Regions from separate parts of the Ovis aries genome. Here region 1 is linked to region 2. The links are chromatin contacts, called in public Hi-C maps. All regions are on one chromosome and are shown on one strand. Each heading gives the region's core, a stretch centred on a gene start, on an enhancer-like site or on the middle of the called end of the contact. The rest is flanking DNA. Distances are from core to core; before and after follow the strand shown.

Region 1 (5,265 bases), core at 1,671-4,170, 630 kb after region 2:
TGGACACAGAAAAACCGCTACAGAAGATCAAGGACTGTCCTTTGCTCAGGTAAAGACATTAGAAGGGAATTTTTCCTTTTGCACTGAAATCAGGCATAGAGCTTCACCTTTCCAGGGCTAAGGCAATACTGCAACCAAATCTTGTGGTTCGATTCCAAGATGCATCCTCCAGCCTCTCGTGAAGGTCATAAATGGCCTCAGCACTGACTCATGCAGGGGCACTGGCCAAATCACCAGATGTTACAGCTAACTCCTAAGTCACCCTTATGTAAACTAGGGTAGCTCTGTTGCTTACATCATTAGCCATCAAAGATTGCATATAGGCAGACCAAAAATCCAGACTAAGTTGGCCAAGTAACAATCAAGCTTTACAGCTACTATGGCCTAACTGTAGGCCTCCTATATCACATAATTTCAAAACCTGTCCTGCTCCTACAGACTGACAGAGATATACAAGATGGAGATGTACAGATGTCAACAAGACAGGTGACAAGACACACTAAACCCCAACTAATATGTCACAAGTTCCATTCTGACCTTATCCAGAAACAACGCTGGTCTTTTGAGATAAGAGTTCCTATCTGGATGGGCAGAACAATGTGGACTTGAATTCCCAATACCCTCTGTCACCTTAAAATTCCAGCCCAATTATAAATTCTGGTTTCTTTGTTCATAAAAGTGAAAGTGAAAGTCCCTTAGTTGTGTCTGACTCTTTGTGACTCCATGGGCTATACAGTCCATAGAATTCTCTAGGCTAGAATACTGGAATGGGTAACCTTTCCCTTCTCCAGGGGATCTTCCCAACCCAGGGATGGAACCCCAGGTCTCCCGCATTGCAGTTGGATTCTTTACCAGTTGAGCCACAAGGGTAGCCCTACTTTCATAAAAGCACTACTACTTTTTATGAAAGCAGTACTTTCATAAAAGGAGTGTCACATAAACAGCTCAGACCAGATCTCATAGAAAACTGGCTTGTTTATCACAATTCTAAGTTCTTTTCAGTACTAAGATCCCTTTTCCTAGCCTTTGGAGCTTATGAGTTGGAAAAGGCAGTTCTCAGTCTTTCCATAGTAACAGGATTTCAATATTACTATGCAAATGTTGGAAGACTTTCCATCAAAAGTTAATAGCCTCTGTTGGACTAGAAAATTGCCTTGCCCTGGACATACTGACAGCTCAAGGAAGAGGAGCTTGTGCCATCACTGGTGAAGAATGCTGCTTGTATGTAAATCACTTGGGGCAAACAGTGTCTAATCTATACCTTTTGCCTGTGGAGAAGGGAATGGCAACTCACTCCAGTATTCTTGCCTGGAGAATCCCTATGGACAGAGGAGACTGGCAGGGAACCGCAAAGAGTCAGACACGACTGAGCAACTAACACGTACTTCCTACACTTTTTGAAGATAAACATGTTCCATCAGATAAAAACGAGGCTCTGCCATTCTATTGGACTTAACTACTCCTAGGGAAGGGAGACTGATTTCATGGAACATGGGGAAATGGGCTTAGGTTCGTTATTTTCTGTTTATTCATTCTCTTTCTATGTTCTTCTCACCCTTTGCAGATCTCTTGCCACACAGTTGCTAACCCAATTCTTCTCTCCACAGTTACTGACTCAGATTTTACTTCTAGAGGCATTTCAGACAGGGGAACGAAGTAGTTCAGAGTACATCATTCTGGCATACTGAGTATTTTGAGTTAAGGCAATGGAGAAAAACCTGACACAAGAAGGGCACTCTGACCTTCCTTGTTCTTCCAGAAAGAGATAAAATTCCCATGTAAAAGATGCCCTCCCTATACTACCAGGAAGAACATTTTTTTTATCACCAGAGATGGAAAATTGGACCAAGAAATCCCCACACAAACAAACCTTGTTAAACTAACCCTTATCCTCCTAGTCATTTCGCCACATTTTTCCTAGCAGAAATCTCGTTGACTTTTTCCTTTCTAAGCTTTCTGCCCTGGTCACTTCTTCAGGTTGTGATTCTCTGAAAATTTCCATGTTCGCGTTAAAAAAAGAAAGAGAAAACAAAAACTTCTGTGCTTTTCTCTTGTCAACCTGTCTTATGTCAGTTTAATTCTTAAGTCCAAACGGAGAACCAAAGAGCCTAGAAGAGAATTTTTCCTTGTCTACAATGATAAACCGTTTTCTTTCTGGTAACATTCTAATATCATGGGGGAATTACACTTCCAAACCCCCGTATTATTTTTAAATTCACTCCTTTGAAATACAGACAAAATTCTCACGTTTTGCTCACTGACCCCCTTAGAAACTCACGCTCATACTTACGATGTCAACCTCATTATAGCCGTTTCAAGAATTAAATAAGTGCAACATGCTAGGAAGTGAAGTGTAGTGAAGTCGCTCAGTCGTGTCCGACTCTTTGTGATCCCATGGACTGTAGCCTACCGTGCTCCTCCGTCCATGGATTTTCCAGGCAAGAATACTGGAGTGGGTTGCCATTTCCTTCTCCAGAGGATCTTCCTGACCCAGGGCTCGAACCCGGGTCTCCCGCAGTGTAGGCAGACGCTTTACCGTCTGAGCCACAAGGGAAGCCCTGTAACACGCTAGGAACAGTACAAACCCCATTAGAGGAGGCCCTTTTAAAACCTTGGCATAAGGACGCAAAAGCAATAAGGATAAGGAGAGGTGACCACGGGCTGTTCCAAGGTGGAATCCATCACCTGTCAGGAACGGAACCTGAGTAACTTCTGGTCCAGCCACCGAGCTATCGCTCCTAGCGAAACCTGAAAAACCAGCTTCCATCCGGGGCGCTGCAGGGCGATGGCCTTCTCTGCTTCCGCTTCCGGACGGAAGCTGCGCTCCCTGCCGGCAGTCACGAATGCAGCGGACGGCGCCTGCGCACTGGGAGGGACGGGCCGAGCGCCGTTTCCCAGGCGCGGAAACGCGCATGTGCATGGGGTTGGACTCTGTCCATTTTTTCGCGAGCTGAACGCGGAAGTGCGGGATCTGAGGCATTTCAGGTGCTCGGATTCTGGCGCGGCTACTGGTGCGAAATGGAGGTGGACGCGGCCTCCGAAGGTGGTCGGAGCGGCCCCCGGGAGCGGCGAGGCTTCGGTGAAGCCGAGAGGCCGCAGCAAAACCACGAAGTGCGGTCTCAGTCCGGGGCCGCCCTGTCTCCCAAACACTCCTATTGGTTGGATCTCTGGCTCTTCATCCTCTTCGACGTGATATTGTTTTTCTTCGTGTATTTTTTGCCATGGTGAGTACTCTGAATGTAACACTGAAGGGTGAGAGGCTTAGAAACCTTCTCCCCAGTTTGGGAAGAGGAAAGGAAATTGTGTCCCGAAGGTGGCAGGGTCCGGTAAGTCGGGGAGTTGGAATGAGACTGAAAATGGCTTCCTTAGCACCTCAGGTGAGGGTGTTCAGAGGTGTGGAGGCAACTTGACTTCATATTTTTTCTTGTTTTGTTTTGAAATGAAACCGGCTGGGTTTGAGTTCCTGCACTATCATGAAGAAACTGGATAAGTTATTTGACATTTTGGAGCTTTGTAGCTAGTTTTATTTCTAGGGACCAATAGTAACCTGGTCATAGGGGTTTGGTGTTTTAGATAAATCGCTAACTTATCTCAAAGCGATATGTTTGCATATTGCTTTACAGCAGTAAGCACTCAGCTAAAGCTTATTGTTATTATTTAGTCAGTGGTGTCCGACTCTTTTGCAGCCCCATGGACTGTAGCCCGTCAGGCTCCCCTGTCAATGGGATTCTCCAGACAAGAATACTGGAGGGGGTTGCTATTTCCTTCTCCAGAGGATCTTCCCCACCTAGGGATGGAACCTGCAACTCCTGCTTAGCAGGCAAATTCTCTACCCTGAGCCACCTGGGAAGGCCAAAGCTGATGTTACTATACAACAGTTGACTATAAGCAGGGTATCTAAAATAGGTCCAAAACTCAGTTCCTAATTTCTTATCCATTAAGTGTTCCCATTTCAAAAAATGGTAACTTTATCCAGTCCTCCTCCCAGAAGCTTGGGACTGTTTTTGACTTACTTTTTTTTTTTTAAATACACATCCACGAACTCCAAAACAATTGGTAAGTCACAAAATTCCTTAGATACCTCTTGGAAAATACATGCTCTGCATTTTCATTGCCACTCACTCTGAAAAGACAGTTTTGGCAGAGGGTAAAGGAAGGGAACTTAGACAAGAGGGACACAGGACTGAGATAATAAGGGACAAATTCAGAGGACAAGCCCTGGGCTGGAGGAAAGCAGTGCAGCTCATTTAGTTATTAAACAGCTCTCTTGGACTTCAGAGGTAATTGTTGACTCACTCTAAGTTATTCTTCTCAATCTTGTTATTGAATGTACACTCCCTGAAAGGTAATTGTCTTCTTTTCTCACCCCTAGTCCCTAATGTTCGCCAAGATCTGGGCATAAACTCACTGTACCTGAAGCTCCATTGTCTGTGATTCTTGTATTTCTTGAATGGTATGGCAGAGGGTTCAATGGGACAAATGGGAGATGAGTATTTCTATAAAACCCTCCATTGAGTCACTTGTAAAGGAAAATCTTTCCTCCTGATTTTTGGTGTTACTTCAAATATAGTGATTTTTTTTTTTTTAATCTAAATTTTTAGCTCTGGGTAGAAAATGGAAGACTTAACAAGGAATTGGAGAAGGAAATGGCAACCCACTCCAGTGTTCTTGCCTGGAGAATCCCAGGGATGGGGGGCCCTGGTGGGCTGCCATCTATGGGGTCGCCCAGACTCGGACACGACTGAAGTGACTTAGCAGCAACAAGAAATCAGTTCAGTTCAGTCTCTCAGTCATGTCTGACTCTGCGACCCCATGGACTGCAGCATGCCAGGCCTTCCTGTCCACCAACTACCAGAGTTTACTCAAACTCATATCCATTGAGTTGGGGATGCCATCCAACCATCTCATCCTCTGTCATCCCCTTCTCCTGCCTTCAGTCTTTCCCAGCATCAGAGTCTTTTCCAGTGAGTCAGTTGTTTGCATCAGTTGGCCAAAGTATTGGAGTTTCACCTTTAGCATTAGTCCTTCCAATGAATATTCAGGACTGATTTCCTTTGGGATGGACTGGTTGGGTCTCCTTGCAGTCCAAGGGACTCTCAAGAGTCTTCTCCAACACCACAGTTCAAAAGCATCAATTCTTTGGCACTCAGCTTTCTTTATAGTCCAACTCTCACATCCATACATGACTACTGGAAAAACAATAGCTTTGACTAGATGCATCTTTGTTGGCAAAGTAATGTCTCTGCTTTTTAATATGCTGTCTAG
Region 2 (4,971 bases), core at 1,624-4,123:
CGAGTCAGTGATGCCATCCAGCCATCTCATCCTCTGCTGTCCCCTTTTCCTCCTGCCCCCAAGCCCTCCCAGCATCAGAGTCTTTTCCAATGAGTCAACTCTTCTCATGAGGTGGCCAAAGTACTGGAGTTTCAGCTTTAGCATCATTCCTTCCAAAGAACACCCAGGGCTGATCTCCTTGCAGTCCAAGAGACTCTCAAGAGTCTTCTCCAACACCACAGTTCAAAAGCATCAATTCTTCAGCACTCAGCCTTCTTTACAGTCCAACTCTCACATCCATACATGACCACTGGAAAAACCATAGCCTTGACTAGACGGACCTTTGTTGGCAAAGTAACATCTCTGCTTTTGAATATGCTATCTAGGCTGGTCATAACTTTTCTTCCAAGGAGTAAGCGTCTTTTAATTTCATGGCTGCAATCACCATCTGCAGTGATTTTGAAGCCCCCAAAAATAAAGTCTGACACTGTTTCCACTGTTTCCCCATCTATTTCCCATGAAGTGATGGGACCAGATGCCATGATCTTCGTTTTCTGAATGTTGAGTTTAAGCCAACTTTTTCACTCTCCTCTTTCACTTTCATCAAGAGGCTTTTTAGTTCTTCACTTTCAGCCATAAGGGTGGTGTCATCTGCATATCTGAGGTTATTGATATTTCTCCCAGCAATCTTGATTCCAGCTCGTGCTTCTTCCAGCCCAGCATTTCTCACGATGTACTCTGCATATAAGTTAAATAAGCAGGGTGACAATATATAGCCTTGACATAATCCTTTTCCTATTTGGAACCAGTCATTTGTTCCATGTCCAGTTCTAACTGTTGCTTCCTGACCTGCATATAGGTTTCTCAAGATGCAGGTTAGGTGGTCTGGTATTCCCATCTCTTTCAGAATTTTCCACAGTTTATTGTGATCCTCACAGTCAAAGGCGTTGGCATAGTCAATAAAGCAGAAATAGATGTTTTTCTGGAACTCTCTTGCTTTTTCCATGATCCAGCGGATGTTGGCAATTTGATCTCTGGTTCCTCTGCCTTTTGTAAAACCAGCTTGAACATCTGGAAGTTCATGGTTCACGTATTGCTGAAGCTTCGCTTTGAGAATTTTGAGCATTACTTTACTAGAGTGTGAGATGAGTGCAATTGTGCGGTAGTTTGAAGATTAGGTTTAACAAACAGGAAATCATCTGCCTGGGTCTGACTTAATCACATGAGCTGTTCAAAAGGCCCTCCTTGGAAAGAGAGTGCAAGTGTGACAAGGGCTCAAGACTGGCCTCTGGCCAATAGCTAGCAAACCAGTGACGACCTCAACTTAAGAGCAAAGATATTAATTCTGCCAGGAGCCAAGGACCTCAAACCCGGAGTTTAGATGAGATCTCTCTTGCAGCCAGGTGCCTTTAAACTTACCAGGCTACATAGAGCACCCAGCCATGCCATGCCCAGACTCTTGATCTAAGGACTGAGATAATAAATGGGCGGTGGTGTTGTTTTTTAACCACTAATGTGTCATAATTTGTTACACATCAATAGAAAACTAATACACTCAGGCACTTTTTCATATAATTAAATAACTACATCTGGGCAGGTTTCTCAGACTTCATTTCACAAATAATTACTCCACCTGCTGTAGGAATACAATTGCTTCACAATTGACATGACATTAGCAGTGCACTATCTGCTTAATTGGGTTTCCCTGGTGGTTTAGTGCTAAATAATCTGCCTGCCAATGCAGGAGAAGCTGGTTTGATTCTTGGGTGGGGGAAGACCCCCTGGAGGAGGAAATGGAAACCTACTCCAGTATTATTGCGGGGAGAACCCCATGGACACAAGAGCCTGACAGGCTACAAGCCCATGAGTTCGCAAAAGAGGCAGACACCACTTAGCGACTAAACAACATCTGCTTAATACTTCTCATAGAAACATTAAAAGCCACTGGATTTGAGTCAAAATTCACTGAGAAGCTCTTTAGTGTTGACGAGCCTTTTTGGCGAGAGGACTTTATTCCCTGACCAGTTGCCTAGGGGTGGCGAGGTACACAGAGTAGAGGCTGGACTATCAGACGCAGACTTTTGCTGCCCCCAGGCTCCGCCTAGCAGCGGGGTCGGGGGTAGACGCGAGCTGAGCCAGGACGAGGGGACAGAAGGGATTCCGTTCGTCCCTTTCAGACCTAGCCCAATTTCTCAGGAAAAACACCACGCCGGCACAGTAATACCTCTAAAACCTGCGGCACGCAGCTGCTTCGAAAGAAAAGTGAAAGTGTTAGGCGCGCAGTCGCGTCAGACTCTTTGTGACCCCATCTGCTGCAGCCTGCCAGGCTCCTCTGCCCATGAAATTCCCCGGGAAAGAATCCTGAAGTGCTTTGCCATTCCATTCTCCAGAGAATCCTCCCAACCTAGGAATCGTGCATTGCAGGTCTCTGGCATTGCAGGCAGAGTCCTCACCGTCTGAGCCACTAGGGAAGCAAACTCCCAGAGCACCTAGCAAGTTCCGACCGCTAAGGATCACTGGGGCCACTCAGGGTGGCGGACAGTTCATAACACTTTCAAAGAATCTTTCAAACTCGGGAATTGTGCTCCTAGGTCGCTCTGTCCGCAGACCCAGAGAGCGGCCACTGAAACCTGGACCTACCGTCTTGCCCGCTAGCCGCCAGCCCGCCAGCCAGCCCACAACTACAGCAAGAACCCAGACAGCTGTCACCACCCGGGAACGGCGCCGCCACGCCTCCCCACTGCGCCTGCGCGAACCGTCGCTCCCGCAGGGGCGGAGAGAACTGGCCGGACCCCGCCGCGCAGGGCGGGGGTCTAGAGGCACTTCGCGCCTGCGCAAAGGGCGCGACAGGCGGGGTCTAGTGGCCTTCGCGCCTGCGCAAAGGGCGCGACGGCGTCCTGCGTCGTTCCTTTTGAAACGAGTGGCGGGGAACTGCTCCGGAAGCCCCTGGCGTCGCTGTCTGCTGGGTGGAAGCGCGTCCCGTCCTCCGTGGGCCTGGCCATGGCGCTGCAACTCTCCCGGGAGCAAGGCATCACCTTGCGCGGGAGCGCCGAGATCGTGGCCGAGTTCTTCTGTAAGTCCTCCTCGCACGGGGCGGAGGGCGGGGAGAGCCGAGCGCAGGCCGCCCGCAGGCCCGCGGCTCGGCCGGAGCGGCCCCGAATCCCGGCCCTTGTACCGCGGCCTCCGGTGCCGGCAGGAGGGATCAGGAAGTGGGGCGGCGGGCGCCGCCTCCGCTCGCGTCGCTCCCGGCGGAGGAGGCGGCCCGGGCGCTGCGGCCGCAGTGCCGCCTTGCGAAGTCCCCTTCGCGGGAGGGTTTCTTTCCAGTGCAGAGCTCCTCCCACAGCCCCCGCCCCCGCCACGGCGAGGGGCCTCGGGTGGACCGTGACGGGCTAGACGTCTGAGCTCGGCCAGGTGTACCTGCTGACAGAACCTGGCAGGACCGCTGAGGATAAGAGGAGGAAAGAGACGGGGAGAGGCCTGCCTGGGCTTGGTACCCGTCTGTCAGTTGCCTGTTTTGACACCCTCTAATCATAAAATAGGCATTTGAACTTGTTCTACAATGAAATGAAATTTGGCACTGGTAGATTAGTGCAGTTTGGCATTTTTCTTCTGTTGCCACATAAATGCAGCTATCAGACGCAAGATTTTAAGGATTTTTTTTAATGCCACTTTGTACCTACTTGGCTTTCAGCAAAACACAAACACGTGTTTAGACATTTATAACTTTACACTGTTAATGAAACCATAGCCCCATCTACATATGCTTTATTTCCCCCAAAGTTACAACGTGACGATGACTTTAATATTTCTTATGTTTTCAGCATTTGGTATCAACAGTATTTTATATCAGCGTGGCATATATCCATCGGAAACCTTTACTCGAGTGCAGAAATATGGACTCACCTTGCTTGTAACTACTGATCCTGAGCTCATAAAATACCTAAATAATGTGGTGGATCAACTAAAAGGTATTTTATTGTTGGACACAGTTTTGAGTTTTGCAGGCCTTTATGTGAATAGGATCCTCGGGACTTCCCAGGTGATTCAGTGGTAAAGAATCCACCTGCCAATGTAGGAGACACAAAAGACTCAGGTTCCATCATGGGTCTGGAAGATCCCCTGGATGAGGAAATGCCAACCCACTCCAGCATTCTTGTCAGGATAATCCCATGGACAGAGGAGCCGGGCGGGTTACAGTCCATTGGGTTGTAAAGAGTTGGATAGGAGCACGCATTTTCTAGCTTCTTGGTGGTCATTTTTCAGCTCTGCACAGGGTAGTGTAAATCGCACTACCATATCCGATACAGTGAACTAATTGGAAGGGAAGCAAATAACATACAAATTAAAAGAATTCCCACCCTTCCTCCACTTTTGAGTAGACTGAATATTTTAAGGTTCGGAATCTGATATGGCTTAACAAAACAATCTCCATCAACTCCTTCAGGGATGATAGAACACATTGGAATTTTATGTTATTATGATGGCATTCGTTATCTGAGAAAAATACACTGCATGTATTTTTTGTAGCTGCTTGGAGTCTGAAGCCATCATTGTATATATTAAGATGAAGGAATTAAAATCAGATTCAACTTAGGGAACTAAACTTTAAAAAGAAGGAACTACTAAATAACAGCACTCATTGGAATTTTCTTATTTTTCACCTGTTTCCATTTCTTTTTTTTTTTTTTTTTAATCACGCCTGTGAGTCAGTAAGCCTTTTCTATCTGCACACTCATTTTCTTCTTTTAGCTCAAGAAGTTGCAGTATTGTTGGATTAGTAGCTCCATCTATTCCTTTTATTTCTAGAATTTCTACTAGTTTCTTTTTCATATTTCTCTACACTTAGGATTCTCATTTCTAATTTCTCTGTGTTGTAAAATGTTTCTCCTTTTCTGCCCATTAGATCTTCCAAAATACTAGTTCTAAAAATACTACAGCCGCATTTTTTTTTAACTTTAAAAGTCATGAATCACTTTTGTTGTTTCAGCTAGC

What was found. Hi-C and Micro-C count contacts between places; a contact is called where the count stands out from the background.
Region 1: a contact with region 2 is called in a Hi-C map of blood, with 9 times the contacts expected there. The contact joins the promoter of C6H4orf3 here to the promoter of MAD2L1 in region 2. A contact is called at or near these places in 4 of 16 Hi-C or Micro-C datasets (blood, hypothalamus and mixed tissues).

The regions. Positions count from the first base shown.
Region 1 is chr6:6,384,302-6,389,566 of ARS-UI_Ramb_v3.0, forward strand. C6H4orf3 (chromosome 6 C4orf3 homolog) reads left to right here and starts at 2,921. Exons shown (of 2, transcript XM_015096354.4): 1 at 2,921-3,224. The coding sequence starts at 3,019. USP53 (ubiquitin specific peptidase 53) reads right to left here. Exons shown (of 18, transcript XM_060416686.1): 16 at 2,686-5,265.
Region 2 is chr6:5,753,333-5,758,303 of ARS-UI_Ramb_v3.0, forward strand. It overlaps MAD2L1 (mitotic arrest deficient 2 like 1), which reads left to right and starts at 2,874. Exons shown (of 5, transcript XM_004009585.5): 1 at 2,874-3,052; 2 at 3,801-3,947. The coding sequence starts at 2,980.